2 separate regions of the Mus musculus genome follow, and region 2 is linked to region 1. Evidence: chromatin contacts called from public HiChIP or PLAC-seq data. All regions are on one chromosome and are shown on one strand. The core of a region is the stretch at or near the end of the contact, and the rest is flanking DNA. Distances in the headings are between cores, read along the strand shown.

The links. HiChIP or PLAC-seq counts read pairs in DNA pulled down with a chosen protein or histone mark.
Region 2: a contact with region 1 is called in an HNF4G HiChIP or PLAC-seq map of pancreatic cancer cells. The contact joins the promoter of Bc1 here to the promoter of Mrgprg in region 1. A contact is called at or near these places in 2 of 39 promoter capture datasets (hippocampal neurons and pre-B cells) and 1 of 115 datasets of contacts at active chromatin or transcription factors (pancreatic cancer cells).

Annotation. Positions count from the first base shown.
Region 1 is chr7:143,765,674-143,772,516 of GRCm38.p6, forward strand. It overlaps Mrgprg (MAS-related GPR, member G), which reads right to left and starts at 1,320. Exons shown (of 2, transcript NM_203492.2): 1 at 1,198-1,320.
Region 2 is chr7:144,909,928-144,916,731 of GRCm38.p6, forward strand. Bc1 (brain cytoplasmic RNA 1) reads left to right here and starts at 4,543. Exons shown (of 1, transcript NR_038088.1): 1 at 4,543-4,696. LTO1 (ABCE maturation factor) reads left to right here and starts at 5,173. Exons shown (of 4, transcript NM_001357869.1): 1 at 5,173-5,402; 2 at 6,501-6,606. The coding sequence starts at 5,311. Gm39119 (a long non-coding RNA gene) reads right to left here and starts at 610. Exons shown (of 3, transcript XR_870078.2): 1 at 1-610.

The sequences.
Region 1 (6,843 bases), core at 70-2,569:
TAACTGTAGTACCAATGTGAGAATGCTTTCTCTAAGGCTCTGATCACACCCACCCCAGGGTCTCTGATAGTGCCTGCTCTGACCCAGGACACTCCATTCTGTGCTAGGTGAGGCTTCAGGGGACTTTCCCCACACTGTCCTTTTAGAGCGCGACATTAAAGCCCAGGGTCCTGAGGAACTGTGGCTAACTCTGAAGCTTCATGTCAGAGTCTGGGACTTTGATGATGGGTCTCAGGGCCCCAAATCTTCTTAGGGAGCAAGCAGGAGAGTTTCTGGTACCCTCATGGAGGCGAGTGTTTCAGAGCAGTACCTTTTTCCACAGAGCCCATGATGGACCTTGTCCAAGATCCAGGGTATGAGGACCCAGGCTCTGGGGACAGGGACTGCCAGGGAGGAACAGCAATAGGAAAAGATAGACCAGGGCTGGGGGGTAATGGAGTGGAGAAGAGAGATGGACAGACAGACACAGAGAGAAATAGAGAATAGAGGTAGAGATAAAGAGGAAGGGACAGACATGGGAAAACATAGTCAAAGATGGAAAGAGATGTATATTGTGTACTTTACGTATGACCCTCATTCCTGGTCTGGGCTGTGTCCCCTACCCAGAACCCTAGCTATCTCTGTACTCACTGAGACCCAGCCTCCATCAGACCCTGCTTCCTCTCACAGGGCCAAACCTTCTGCAGTGTCCTGATGAGTATCACCCACCATCTCATCACCAAGCATCCTTCCTAGCACCTGTGGGAGATGGTGATTCAACCTACCAGTTCAGCTGTCAAGGTCAGAGTACAGGTCCTCAGGACCTTGAAATTAAGGACTGAACCTTCACGCATCAGAGTGGTGACAGAGGCAAGACTCTTCCCCTCTGTGAGCCCCCAAGGGTGTAAATCCAGACATCTACTCCTGTGTGGATTCTGGCTGGTGGAGCCAAGGCTAGATCTGAAAGGGGATGCGGTAGGTGGGGTGGGGCATCTTCCTCATCCTTGTTCTCCAATGGACCTGGAGCAATGAGTTTCAAGCCTGAGCCTCAGCTTCCAAGGCTCCCTTAACTGCCTTCCCCATAAGGTCCCTTTTAGAGGACATCCTCAGAGCCACCAGCACCCCCCTGAGAGCCAGGCAGGCAAGTGATGTAGAGGGTAAGAGAAGGGGTGCTTCTTGCTTAGGGAAGCAGGTAGAGGGGCATATTAACCTTCTCACCTGATGACCGCCTGCTGACAGTGGCTGTCTCCAGCTCGCTCAGCCCACACTTGTTGTCTTGATCTCCTCCTGGCCCCTAAATCCCCTTCTGTCCTCTGAGGCTGGCTCCTGCCAGTTCCCTAGAAGTGGGGTGGGTGTGTCACCTTTTCACGGAAATCAAAGGAATGAGCTCAAACAGAGCTGTCAGTGTGGGAGGCTCCTCCTTTTCATCTGGGAGATGAAAACAGAGAGCCTTGCACGCCGCCCATTCTGGAATGGTCCCTGGCCTTAGGTGCTCGGGACCAAAGGAAGAGATGACATCTGTAAAGATGGATCAGTCAGTAAAGTTCTCGCTATGCAGGTATGAGAATTTGAGTTTGGATCCCCTGCACCTTTAATAAAAGTTGGGCATCATGGTGCATGCTTGTGACCCCAGTACTGAGAGATGGAGACCAGAGGACTCATGGGACTTGATATTCAGCTGGCTATGCCAATCACTACATTTGCTGCAAAGTCTTATCTTTAAAAAATAAGGTATTGGGCCAGTGAGAGGGCTCAGTGGGTAAAGGTTCTTGCCACACCCAAGCCTGACAACCTAAGTTCAATTCCAGGGATCCCCATAAAAGAAGAAAATTGATTCCTAAAAGTTTCCCTCTGATCTGGACACATGTGGTGGCACATTTGTGCACACACACAGATAAACTTAAAAACATATTTAAGCCAGAGGTTGTGGCCCACACCTTTAATCCCAGCACTTGGGAGGCAGAGGCAGACAGATTTCTGCAAGTCTGCACAGAGTTTCCAGGTCAACCAGGATGGTATTGTGAGATGTTGTCTCAAAACAACAACAGCATGGACTTTAAAATGTTTTTTAATGTGTAGGGTAATTAAGAAGACACACACTCAGTGCTGATCTTTAGGCAGCACATACACCTGCACAGATGTGCATGCACCTACACACATGTGCACATAAACTCACACAGCAGTTGGAAGGGAATAGGGAGAGTCCAATAGAGCTAGGACTGCACAGTGAGATATTCTGGAGACTCACTGGCAGAGGAAGGTCCTGGGGAGCTGGGCACCCAGACGTTGGGTGGATAAAGACCAAAGCATGCTCTCATGCCTGAAGGTCTCTGGTTTATCTTCAGATTCCATCAAAAGCCAGGCGCACCCTCCAAGTCATCCAGTACGCATGTGCTTTCAAGGCTCTGTGTTATGGTTAGCTAAGTAAATATGCAGGAAAACCCATCTTATGGTGACTCAGACAGCTGTGGCTCAAGATGGCTGCCATCATGTCAAGCCAGATCCATACTCTGTCCTCTGTGGGATGCACCCTTACAACACACACAAGCACTGTGCAGCCCCAAATCTCCCCAACTTTTCATTGTTCTGGTAGGCCTTTGTTGTTGTTCTTCTTCAGGGCTTTGCCCTCAAGGATTAATATAATTGTCATAGTGTGCCGGTACTGTGAGGTGATCTAGAGGAGTCCACAGCAGCTGGAGAGTCTGTGCACCACCGAAGCAGGCAGCAGGGAGACAACCAAGCACTTGGCACCTCTCCTGTGACAGTGTAGGATTGGACAGGACTTTGATATTGGTTTTCGAATGTGACACAGAATTGACGTTCTGATCTGATAAGATATGGCCTGTGGTCTGTCTCTAACAGCTGCTGTGTGAATATGACCAAAAGTACATGTGTGATTTAACACCTCAAGCCCTGGGCTAGACAGATGGCTCAGGAGCCGAAGGTCTCCCTGCTCTTCTGGAAGACCTGAGTTTAGCTCCTAGCACTGAGGTTTCGTGATTGAACCAACTAAAGGGAGAACAGACTCGTCCTGGGTGTCAGAATGGGGACAACCTTCCCCTGTCCCCATGTAAACCCCAGTGTGTCCTATCCCTAGTGTGCTGAGGTCACCAGGCTACCTGTTTGTTCTGTGAGACCATTAGTTCCTGTTTGGTGTAAGTGGCAAACTGCTAAGCCTCTGAGACCACCCAGGAGGTCCCCAGAGAAGCTAAGGTCAGTGTCCTCGTGTGATTAAGCCTGGACCCCTCCCCCCTCTGACCCCATCACAGTGCTGCCTGTTGACTGGGACCTTATACCTGGAATCATCCCTGAGTCATGTGGCCCAAATGTCTCAATTTCTCCCCCTCCCCAATTTTAAATTACAGTTGTGTGTGTGTGTGTGTGTGTGTGTGTGTGTGTGTGTGTGCACTGAGGTCAGAAGCTCACTTGTGGGAGTCAGTTCTCTCCTTCCACCATATTGGTTCTAGAAATTGGACTCAGGTTGTCAGCCTTGGTGGCAATACCCACTGAACCGCGTTGCCGACTCCTGTTGAACAGCACTACCTTCCCGTCCTTTGAGCCAAACCGCTGCCATCTTTATGAGTGCAGCTGTATCTGTTTGAAGAAGATCACTCCAGATGGACTTGTTAATTTAGAAGTTCCCTCATAGAAAGAAAAACGGGGGAGGGTCATGGGAACCTTACCTATGTATACGGCCACCTCACCCTCAGCAATTTGTATACATTTCTGCGCAGAGTACAAGCTGTGGGGAGGGCGTGCTGGGTGTAGAACTTCCAGCCTGGCCTATGCATAAGCCAAATAAACTCCTTGGCTCCCCAGGGGCAGATGCTTCTTAGATCCCTCAGCAAGCAGAAAATCTTGGAGACTGCCCCCAAACCTTTCCAACTCCTCCACTGACCCAGTTGGTCCTGGTGGGGTTTCTGTTGTTACTGTTGTCCTTTGGTTGGTTTGTTTATTTTGGTTCAGTATAAATCATGTGACTTGTTACACAGTGTCCTAGGCGAGTGGTGATCTGTGGCTGGCCTTGTCATTGCCATTGAGTAATACTGTGGGAAGAGTAAACAAAATGTACAATTTTTTTTTCTATCCAAGGATTACATGAGACCACATTTCCCTTAAAAATTTGTAAAGAAATCACATGGCAGAAGTTGAGACTCCTGCAGGCTCAGCACTTTTGAACTCAAGGTTGTACTCTGCTCAAAACCTCAGGAGTAAAAACACAGGGGACCCAACTGGGCATGCGTGTTCCCTTCAGCAGGAGTAAAGCTTTTGTCTTGCAAATGCTTTGAATTGGATCATGTGGCAATTCCTTCGGACCCTGGACCTATTTCTAACAATATTGATGTTAGATTTCTGAGGCAGCTTAAGAAGATGGCAGGGGTGGGGGAAGTGAAGAAAAGAGACCAGTTAGTCTCAACAGAGAGGAGTGTTTATTTCAAACATCAAGGCAAATACGATGGGAAAGGGGTGTCTGCCAAACAGGAAGAGGGTACTTGGGGTTTATATAGGAGGTTTGGGGAATGCACCTGCTGGGGCTACCTGCAAGCCTGCAGTCTCTCTCTCCTGGACTTGTTTGTTCAAGATAAGGTCGTTTGTCTTTAGAAACTGCCTTGTCCTGGCTATGGGGATGAGGGTCATAGAGAGTAACTGAGTTTGGCAATGGCAGTGAAGGGGAAGGAGTTGGAGTTTCAATACAGGGCCTTGGTCAGGGTCTGGAAGAGTTTGTTTGAGGTTTGTTCCAACATACCCCAACTCTTAAGAGATAAGGAATGGGTCAGAGAGGATGGGGTTTCCAGATATAGGGTTGGAGTTTGTGGGGAAGTGAGCTGAGCATGAACAGAGAGGTCTGGGGAAGAGGGAGTTCTGTAGGCACAGTGTGTGTGTGTGTGTGTGTGTGTGTGTGTGAGAGAGAGAGAGAGAGAGAGAGAGAGAGAGAGAGAGAGAGAGAATGTGTATGTGGTGTGTGTGAGTGAGTGTGTTGTGTGTGAGAGTATGTGTGTGGTGTGAGTGAGTATGTGTGTGAGAGTGGGGGGGTGTGGGGGTGTGAGTGTGTTGTGTGTGAGAGTGTGTGTGTGGTGTGAGTGAGTGAGTGTGTATGTGAGAGTGTGTGTGGGATGTGTGTGTGTGAATGTGGTATGTGTGTTTGTGTGTGTGTGTGTGGTCCCTGTTGAGCAAAGCCTCAGATCATGAGGAACTGAGTCAGGCTGTACTGGGCAGTAGTCCCCAGCCATAAATAATAACTTAGTCCCAGCCTGTATATGTACATGTCCCCTGGCCCCTCTAATGTATCCAACCTTCAATTGTCAGAAAGGTTGGGGCCTCTTGATGCTCCAATAGAGCAGTTTCAGCCTGTTGAGGTTAAGTCTCTTGGCTTCTCTGCCTGTTTTCTGATACCCAAATGAGGGATGCACTTGTGGTCTTCTGGGCAGAAAGTTCCCCTGCCTTCCTCCACAGAGTCATTCTTCTGAGAGCATGGACATCTTCTAAGCTTACTCTACAGGCTAAACAGCTACTAGTCTGACCTGAGATCTCTGGTCCTTGTGTTCTCTGCCTCTGAGAATAGTGTAAATCCACTGGACAGAACCTCAGTTCTTGGGACTCTATTGGTGCTCTGTATAGACCCAGCTTGACCCCTGGCCTCTGCTCTCCTCAAAATCTTCTCCACCCATCTTCCTCTGACCACTTCCTCCCAGACTCTCTGATCTCCAGGCTGAGGGGTCTTTCACCATTTGATCACTGCCATTCATGCACCTAAATTCTAAAGGACAAAAGTAACTGCCTGCATCTGACTCAGAGACAAGCTGACCAGGCCCCAAGTTCCAGGAACTTCTCCCTCCTCCTCCAGATCACTCCCATGTTTAGCTGACTTTGTGACTCCCTCGAGTCTTATGAGTGTGAGGATGCCCCGCTCCTAGCACTCAGGTTCCTTTCGTCTTTCCCTAAACTTGGGGATACCCCAGGTAGTGGGATAAGAATCTCCCCCATTCCTAACCATCATTTCTAGTTCAAACCAGACTTTTAAAATGAGCTATAAAAGCTCCATATTAGTGAGTTCCAGCCTGCCAAATTCATTTAATTATCTGTTCAAATATGGCCACAGTAATCTCTTAATGATGGCCACTATTGGCCCCACACAACTCAAAACTTTCAGATTGGATGTTCTTACAGACTTAGACAACTTTCTCAAACAAAATAGCAAAGGGGCCAGGTCCCTATCTCACTAAGCCCTCCCCGACCTGTCCCACCCCAATCATTTTAACCGTTCTCATCCCTCTCACCCAGCTCCTGCTTTCAGTCTTGCCCAGAACTGGAACTTAATTCAGCTCATAAGGGGCCCCAGTGCAGTGTTTCCTCTGGGTCAACAAGACTGCATCCTTTAACTGAGCTAAGATGGTCTTTTTGTTCTTTGGACTTCTATATGCCTCTGGTCTACATTTGTTTCTGCCCCACCAAGCCTGGATACTCTGGCTCTTATTTCTACTTTTCAGTTACTTATAAGACTTTTTGGGTTGTCTGTCCCTATGCTGGTTTGAATAAGAATGGCCTCCATTCTATATTATATTTATTATATTTTATATTACATTATATTAATGTACTTGAATGGTTAGTCATAGGAGAGTAGCACTCTTTGGGAAGGATTAGACTGATTAGGAGGTGTGGCCTAGTTGGAGTAGGTGTGGCCTTGTAGGAGGAAGTGCGTCACTTCATCACTGAGGGTGGGCTTTAATGTTTTAAAAGCCCATGTCAAGCCTCCTCCCCTCTTTCTTTCTCTGCTTGTGGATGAGGCTGTCACTCTCAGCTATGGTTCCAGCACCATTCATGCCTCCATGCTCTCTGCCATGATGTTAACAGACTAACTCTCTA
Region 2 (6,804 bases), core at 3,293-5,792, 1.1 Mb after region 1:
CCGTTTACACCCTTTGTCGGTGTGCTGTGGCTTGTAAGGGGTTCCCTAGCAGGCATGGAGAAAATGGGATTTCCTGACAGGCTTCCTGGGACTTCCTTTGGCAATTTTCAGGAAGAGGGCTTATGGAGAAAGCCCAAATGGCTCAGGGACCCTTGGTTCCTCTCCCAGTTACCTCTTCTTCCCAATTATGTCGTCACTTCTCTGTGAAGCATTCATTTAAAGTGAACGGTTATTTAATGGCTTCCTGTTAAGAATTTGTTTTTGTTTTTTTCCTCCACTGAGTATGGAAGGCTTACCCAAGGCTCACAAAGGTAAAGAGCACATTTTCCAGTGACAAGATCCAGGGCACACAAGGAAAAACATTACATCACCCGGGGCTGTCGTGTGATCCCAGGAGCCCGACCGCTTAATGCCGGTCTGAAACCTATTTATACTTCTAGGGTCTCTTCTTGAACCAAAATCAGAGCAAATGACCCGCCTTCGTTTTAGCTTGCTGTTCTTCCTTCTAACACAATGTGTGGATCCAGGCTAATCACTGTAGAGCGAGCGGTCCTCATGGCCAGGTTTGGATTGCTACTAGCCTACTATTTTTTTTTGATGCAGATATAACATTAAAAAAAGAAATCAAGCCGGGTGTGGTGGCGCACACCTTTAATCTCGGGAGGCAGAGGCAGGCATATTTCTGAGTTTGAGGCCAGCCTGGTCTACAAAGTGAGTTCCAGGACAGCTGGGACTATACAGAGAAACCCTGCCTCGCAAAACAAAAAAACAAAAAACAAACAAAAAAAAATTAAATAAATAAATAAAAAAGAAGCCGGGCATGGAGGCGCACACCTTTAATCCCAGCACTCGGGAGGCAGAGGCAGGCAGATTTCTGAGTTCGAGGCCAGCCTGGTCTACAAAGTGAGCTCCAGGACAGCCAGGGCTATACAGAGAAACCCTGTCTCGAAACAAACAAACAAACAAACAAAAAAAAAAAAAAAGAAAGAAAGAAATTAACTGCTAAATCAGGTGGTGATTTCTCACACCTATAACCTCAGAATTCCAGAAGCTGAGGCAGGAGAATTGCCCTGAGTTTGAGACCAGCCTAGGGTGCAAAGACCCTGCCTCCAACAAAGCAAGCAAACAAATAAACAAAACAATAATAAAAATCAATTACTGTAGTGAGCACATTTCAATGTTGAATTTGTAGGGATTTGCTTTGGACTCGGGTTGTCTTCACTTTTCTCTGCATCTGAAAGAAAATATGAGGGATGGTGGATTTCTGGAAGCTGATTTGGTCAAGAATAGAAAATTAATAATTCCATGCTGTAATACTGGGGATTGAACCAGGAACCTCCCATGTGCTGGGCAAGTTCTCTACCACTGAGCCATAGCCTCAGTCCAATGAAAATATCTTGAAACCACTGGCCTAAATAGAACACACTGAGCTCTCAGACACCTGAGGACATGCTTAGGAGGGCTGTCATTGGCCCTCCCCAGTCATTCTCATGTCACCTGTCCTGTCCAGTGTTATCTAACATTTGGGCTGTGATTCTAAGGTGTTACAGAAGTGGCTCTCACAAGGGTTCCTCCAAAACCTGACATCAGCTGGAGTGTTTCAGATATTTCTCACCCAGTTCTAATGTGTTCAGTTGCTAAAATGAGCATCGAGTTTGAAAATTATGTAAGAATTTAGAGATCAATAATATTTGTACCTTAAAACGTATTAATTTGGCTCTTTGGAAGCTCCTTTGAGTGGGCTGGGCATTGAACCCAGGGCCTCTTGAATGCTAGGCAAGTGCTCTGCCACTGAGCCATGCCCCCAGGCCCCCCCTCCTGCTTTTAAGGTCCCATTTTTAAAGTCTGGACCTTGTTGAGAATAAAGCAATCTGCAAGCATGACATTGAAGATTCAAGTCTGTCTAAAGGGTCTCTTTGCTCCTGTTGTTGAGACAAGCTGGATTCTGAACATATTTAGGACGGAAACCAAGCTGGGCAGGGTGAGTTTCACCAAAGCCATGTCCTGAACCAAGAGTCAGAATCAATAGTTTGAATTTTTGTGATATATATTTTTTCCCCATACTTTGTGCTTACAAACTCACTCGTGCACACATACACACACATTATTCTACCCAGCAATGGTGATGAGACATGCCTTTGATTCCTACATTCAGGAGGTAGAGGCAGGCAGATCTCTGTGAGTTCAAGGCCAGCCTGGTCTACAGATCAAGTTCCAGGACAGCCAGGACTACACAGAGAAACCCTGTCTTGAACCCACCCTCCAAATTTTACATTGTAGACACAGGCTTTATCTGTAAGTGGTCCTCCCTTCTTTCTCCTCAACAATAACTATTTTTTTATTGCAAAAGCTACATTTTATTTTATTTCAGCTAATAACTTTTATCCTCAGGATTGTATTTTAAACACATAATAAGTGAATTGTCCTGGGAGCATGTTGAAAGCATAAGGCTGGGTATATTTTTCAAGGGGGATATAAATTGATGGGGAAAAACCAGGGTGGAAACATAACAGTATTAACAAAAAGAAAGAAGTGATCAGAGGGCTGAAGAAATACATTATTCTGCATGCTTTTTTCCCCCATTCTCTGTATTACAAGTGTTTTGTGACTTTATTTAGTCAGGAAAAAAAAGTAAAAATGTAAAAGACATTTAGGAATAGCACAGGACAGACCTCATTTCACCTTTAAAATATACATGTCTTTGGGGGGGGGGTTAACATCCAGAAGTAACTGATGTGCATTGTATAAACATGGGAAGAAGTCCAAAGGTCATGGGATTGCTGAATCCTGAGGTGGCCACGGTCAGCATTTGTCATCTTTCTAGTGTGAACTTAAGTGAGTCTCCTAGTGCCTGACAGCTTTGCTCTCCGTGGCTGTCACCAGATCCAGCTAGGTTTTACAAGTCTCACCACAGTGCTCATTATAGGGTGTCAAATCTCCACAGTTCTCTGACTACTTCCCACAGACAAAAATCAAACAAAATTAAACTACCAGGTCAAAGCGGACAGACTTTCAAATGACCTTCTTATCCTTTTGAACCATCTGACCAAAAGTCAGCTCAAATTCATACATTGGTGAACAATGAAAGTTCCCTTTAATTCCACCAAACAGAGGGCTCAGGGCCTTTAACCATCTCAGAAGGCAGATGCTACTTCTGGCTGCTCTTTCCGTGGACTCCGTCTGTTCCTCCTGGGACTCTACCCAATTTAAAGGCCAGACACCTGCTGCTCAGTTCTGTGCCATACAAAAGGCCCATTAGCTTGCTATTTTCTCCTGTTAGGATGAATTCATTCATTCATTCATCTATTTCTTTTTTTTTTTGTTTTTTTGTTTTTTTGTTTTTTTTCGAGACAGGGTTTCTCTGTGTAGCCCTGGCTGTCCTGGAACTCACTTTGTAGACCAGGCTGGCCTCGAACTCAGAAATCCGCCTGCCTCTGCCTCCCAAGTGCTGGGATTAAAGGCGTACGCCACAACGCCCGGCTCATTCATCTATTTCTAAACAATTATATTTTATGTTTTGAGATATGGTCTCACTCTTCAGCCCAGACCAGTCTGGAATGCACTCTGTAGCCCAGGTTGGCCTCAGATTCATGGCAGTTCTTTTCCCTCAGCTTCCCACATGGGGCTTACAAGTGGGGGCCACTGTCCCTGCTTCCAGGATGAATCTGTTTTGTACCCACATCTTTTTTTTTCTTTTCATTTTTTGAGACAGGTTTTCTCTGTGTAGCCCTGGCTGTCCTGGAACTTACTCTGTAGACCAGGCTGGCCTCGAACTCAGAAATCTGCCTGCCTCTGCCTCCGAAGTGCTGGGATTAAAAGAAGACCTTTGCCACCGCACCTGGCCTCCTTTTTCTTTTTGTGGTTAACTTTTTACTTGGTGTAGACTCTTCTGATGAGCAGTGTGAGCAGCGTGAGCAGAGTGTGAGGGACTCACTTTATTTTCCTGAGAAACCATACTTGCCTGTCATGGCGAGTGCTCACTGCTCTATCCTTCCTGAAGTTTGTGATTTTATTTTTATCACGGAAGTTTTACTCCTAGGAGACATTCTAGGCTGTTCTCCAGGCTTATCTCTTCTTCAGTCAACATGCCATCATGTTCATCACCAGACTCAAACTTCTCTCTTCTGTCTGACACAGTAGTTCTCATTTTCAAAAAGCATTTTGTTATAGTTAAGGATTCATTTGCACAGATGAAATTCAGTTCAAGTGGCGTGTTTACTTATTCAGCCCTCCATCAATTACAGTGTTGTATCTCTGGTCTCTTTTATACAGGAGCTGATTAACTTGTTAGCAATTGTTGCCTAAGGAACTTACTGTACTGTGGAATACTCTTTAAAACTATACTTTGGAAGGTATCTCTGATGGAAATGATGAGAAAACTAACTTCAATTTCTGCTGTTTGAAGAGTGGGTGCCTGTGAGATTGGAGCGCTTGGACAAAGTGGCTCCTCCTGCCGGCCAGCCCTTCGGAACCACCTGATACTTGACTGTGTATGAAATACTTCAGTTTTGCTTTAAATACTGGCAGCAAGTGCTAGCGTTCGGGGTTGGGGATTTAGCTCAGTGGTAGAGCGCTTGCCTAGCAAGCGCAAGGCCCTGGGTTCGGTCCTCAGCTCTGGAAAAAAAAAAAAAAAAAAAAAAAGACAAAATAACAAAAAGACCAAAAAAAAACAAGGTAACTGGCACACACAACCTTTTTCATTTTCAAAGACCCCCCCCCAAGGGCATTTTCATGTCTGGGGGCAATATTTATTATCTGCCCTTTAGGATATCGCAGTATCAAATCGTTTCCAGCCCTCAGGGAGGGTCCGGTGCAGTGTACAGATGCGGTGATTGACAGTCCGGTGACAGCAGAGGATGCCGGATACTCCTCCCTCCTTGAAGCCTGCCCCTTGGGCCCTTCCTCCATTTCCTGGGAACGCCCCTGTGCCAGATCTTTGGTAACTTTTCTCATTTCTTTAAGACCCACGTTTGTGAATTCGGTCCCATCTGTTTGGATTTTGAAAATAAAAGCAGGGTTCGTCTGGACACCGCGAGCGACCCAGACGACGTGCCCCAAGCGACCTGACCCGCCCCACCCACCACGGAGCGAGCGGTACCAAGGAGGAGGAGCAAGGCTTCCCTCGGGCTAGCCCCGCCCATGTAGCATCTACCCATGCGCAGTGGGATGGGCTTTTTTTTTTTTTTTGGCTTCTTTAGCTTGCCGTCCTTACCCGCCCTGCTCCGCGCGGCATACACGGAAGTGTCTTCTTCATTCTGACAATCCGGGCGTTTGTGATCGCGTCTCGCCAGTTGGCGATTACTACACAGAATGAAAGGAATGCGAGGGCCGGGGGAGAGCCGAGACACCGCCATGGCCGTGGAGCAGGACATATTTGACGCCGTCGTGATGGCGGATGAGAGGTGGGCAGAGAGACCCGGCTCCGCCCCGCCCCGGCAGCTGCTGGGCAGTCCTCGGGGATACCCGCCTTCGCCATCTGCGAGCTGCCACTTTTTCTTGTCCTTTAATTGCCGCACATACGGCGGTATTCATGGGTCTGCTGATGGATATGTCGGGCAGGCCCCTTTGGATCCTGAAAAGTCCCCAGGGAACGCCTGGGCGGGACGGTGGCCCAGGTCATCTTGGCCTCTCCAGGCTGGCTGCTCATTGTGGGTTGGGTACCTCCCCGGGTGACTGCTCAGGCTCGGTTTAGGGAGTCGGGTCCTGGCAGATGCCCACGCCCCCAAATGGGGAGCTGTTCACTGCCTCACATGGGGGCTTCCAGAACATTCCTTCAACAGCGCCGGCAGCAATTTATTGCCAGTTTGAGGGTTGAACTCTTAGACACAATAATACCCACCTACCCAGAGCATCCCAGTGGTGGCATACTGTCTTGATCTTGGGGACATTTTCTGTACCTCTACAGAGGTGTGAGGAGTCCTGGGTGCTTGGAGTGTTTTAGAAACAAACAGGTTGAGTTATGATGGCATGTAGGCTCAGATGCACCTACCCTCACACCTACATTTTCAAAAGTAGATTCCTAGTGTGTTCCGAGCTTGCTTGAGTTTGTATCTTTACATTTTCCTTGTGGGTTCTGGTGCTCGGCTGGGTTTGGTAGTCATCTGTGTAGCCTACCTACAGTTACAGATGATAACCTGGCTTTCTAGGGGTTGGGGCTGTAGTTCAGTTAGTAGAGTGTTTGCCACAGAATGTAGCCCATATGTATCAGGGCTCCTCTTGGAGATGGTGGCACACACCTGTAATCTCAGCATTCAAGAGCTAGAGGCAGGGCTGCTTGAATTGGAGGCCAGCCTTGGCTGCACAGTGAGATACTGCCTCAAAAATGGGACTAATGGGCACAGTAATGGGCCAGGGTGTAGAAGAGCTAGACCTAGAAGCTGTATTCTGTGACTTGAGTTTTAAGCTTTTCCTACTACCCAGACTGCTGGGTCCAGTGGGATCTGGATAATACAAGGCAGGAAGAGGTATCTTGCCTGATGATGTGTGTTTCTTTATCACAGATTCCATGGGGAGGGATATCAGGAAGGCTATGAAGAAGGCAGTAGCTTGGGGATCGTTGAAGGAAAGCGGTATGGCATGGTACATGGAGCCAAGATTGGGTCTGAGGTAAGTGAGAGGGCTGCCTAGAAGTGACTTCATAGATGAGTGTGGTGGTCCTTACCTGTCATCCCAACAGTCAGGGAACTCTAGGCAAGCCTCAGCTAGATAGTGAGATCCTGTCTCCAAAAACCAGGCTGGGGAAGTGGCTCAACAGCAGAGCATGCACCAGCATGCATAAGGCCATGGCTTTGAAACAGTGCCTTG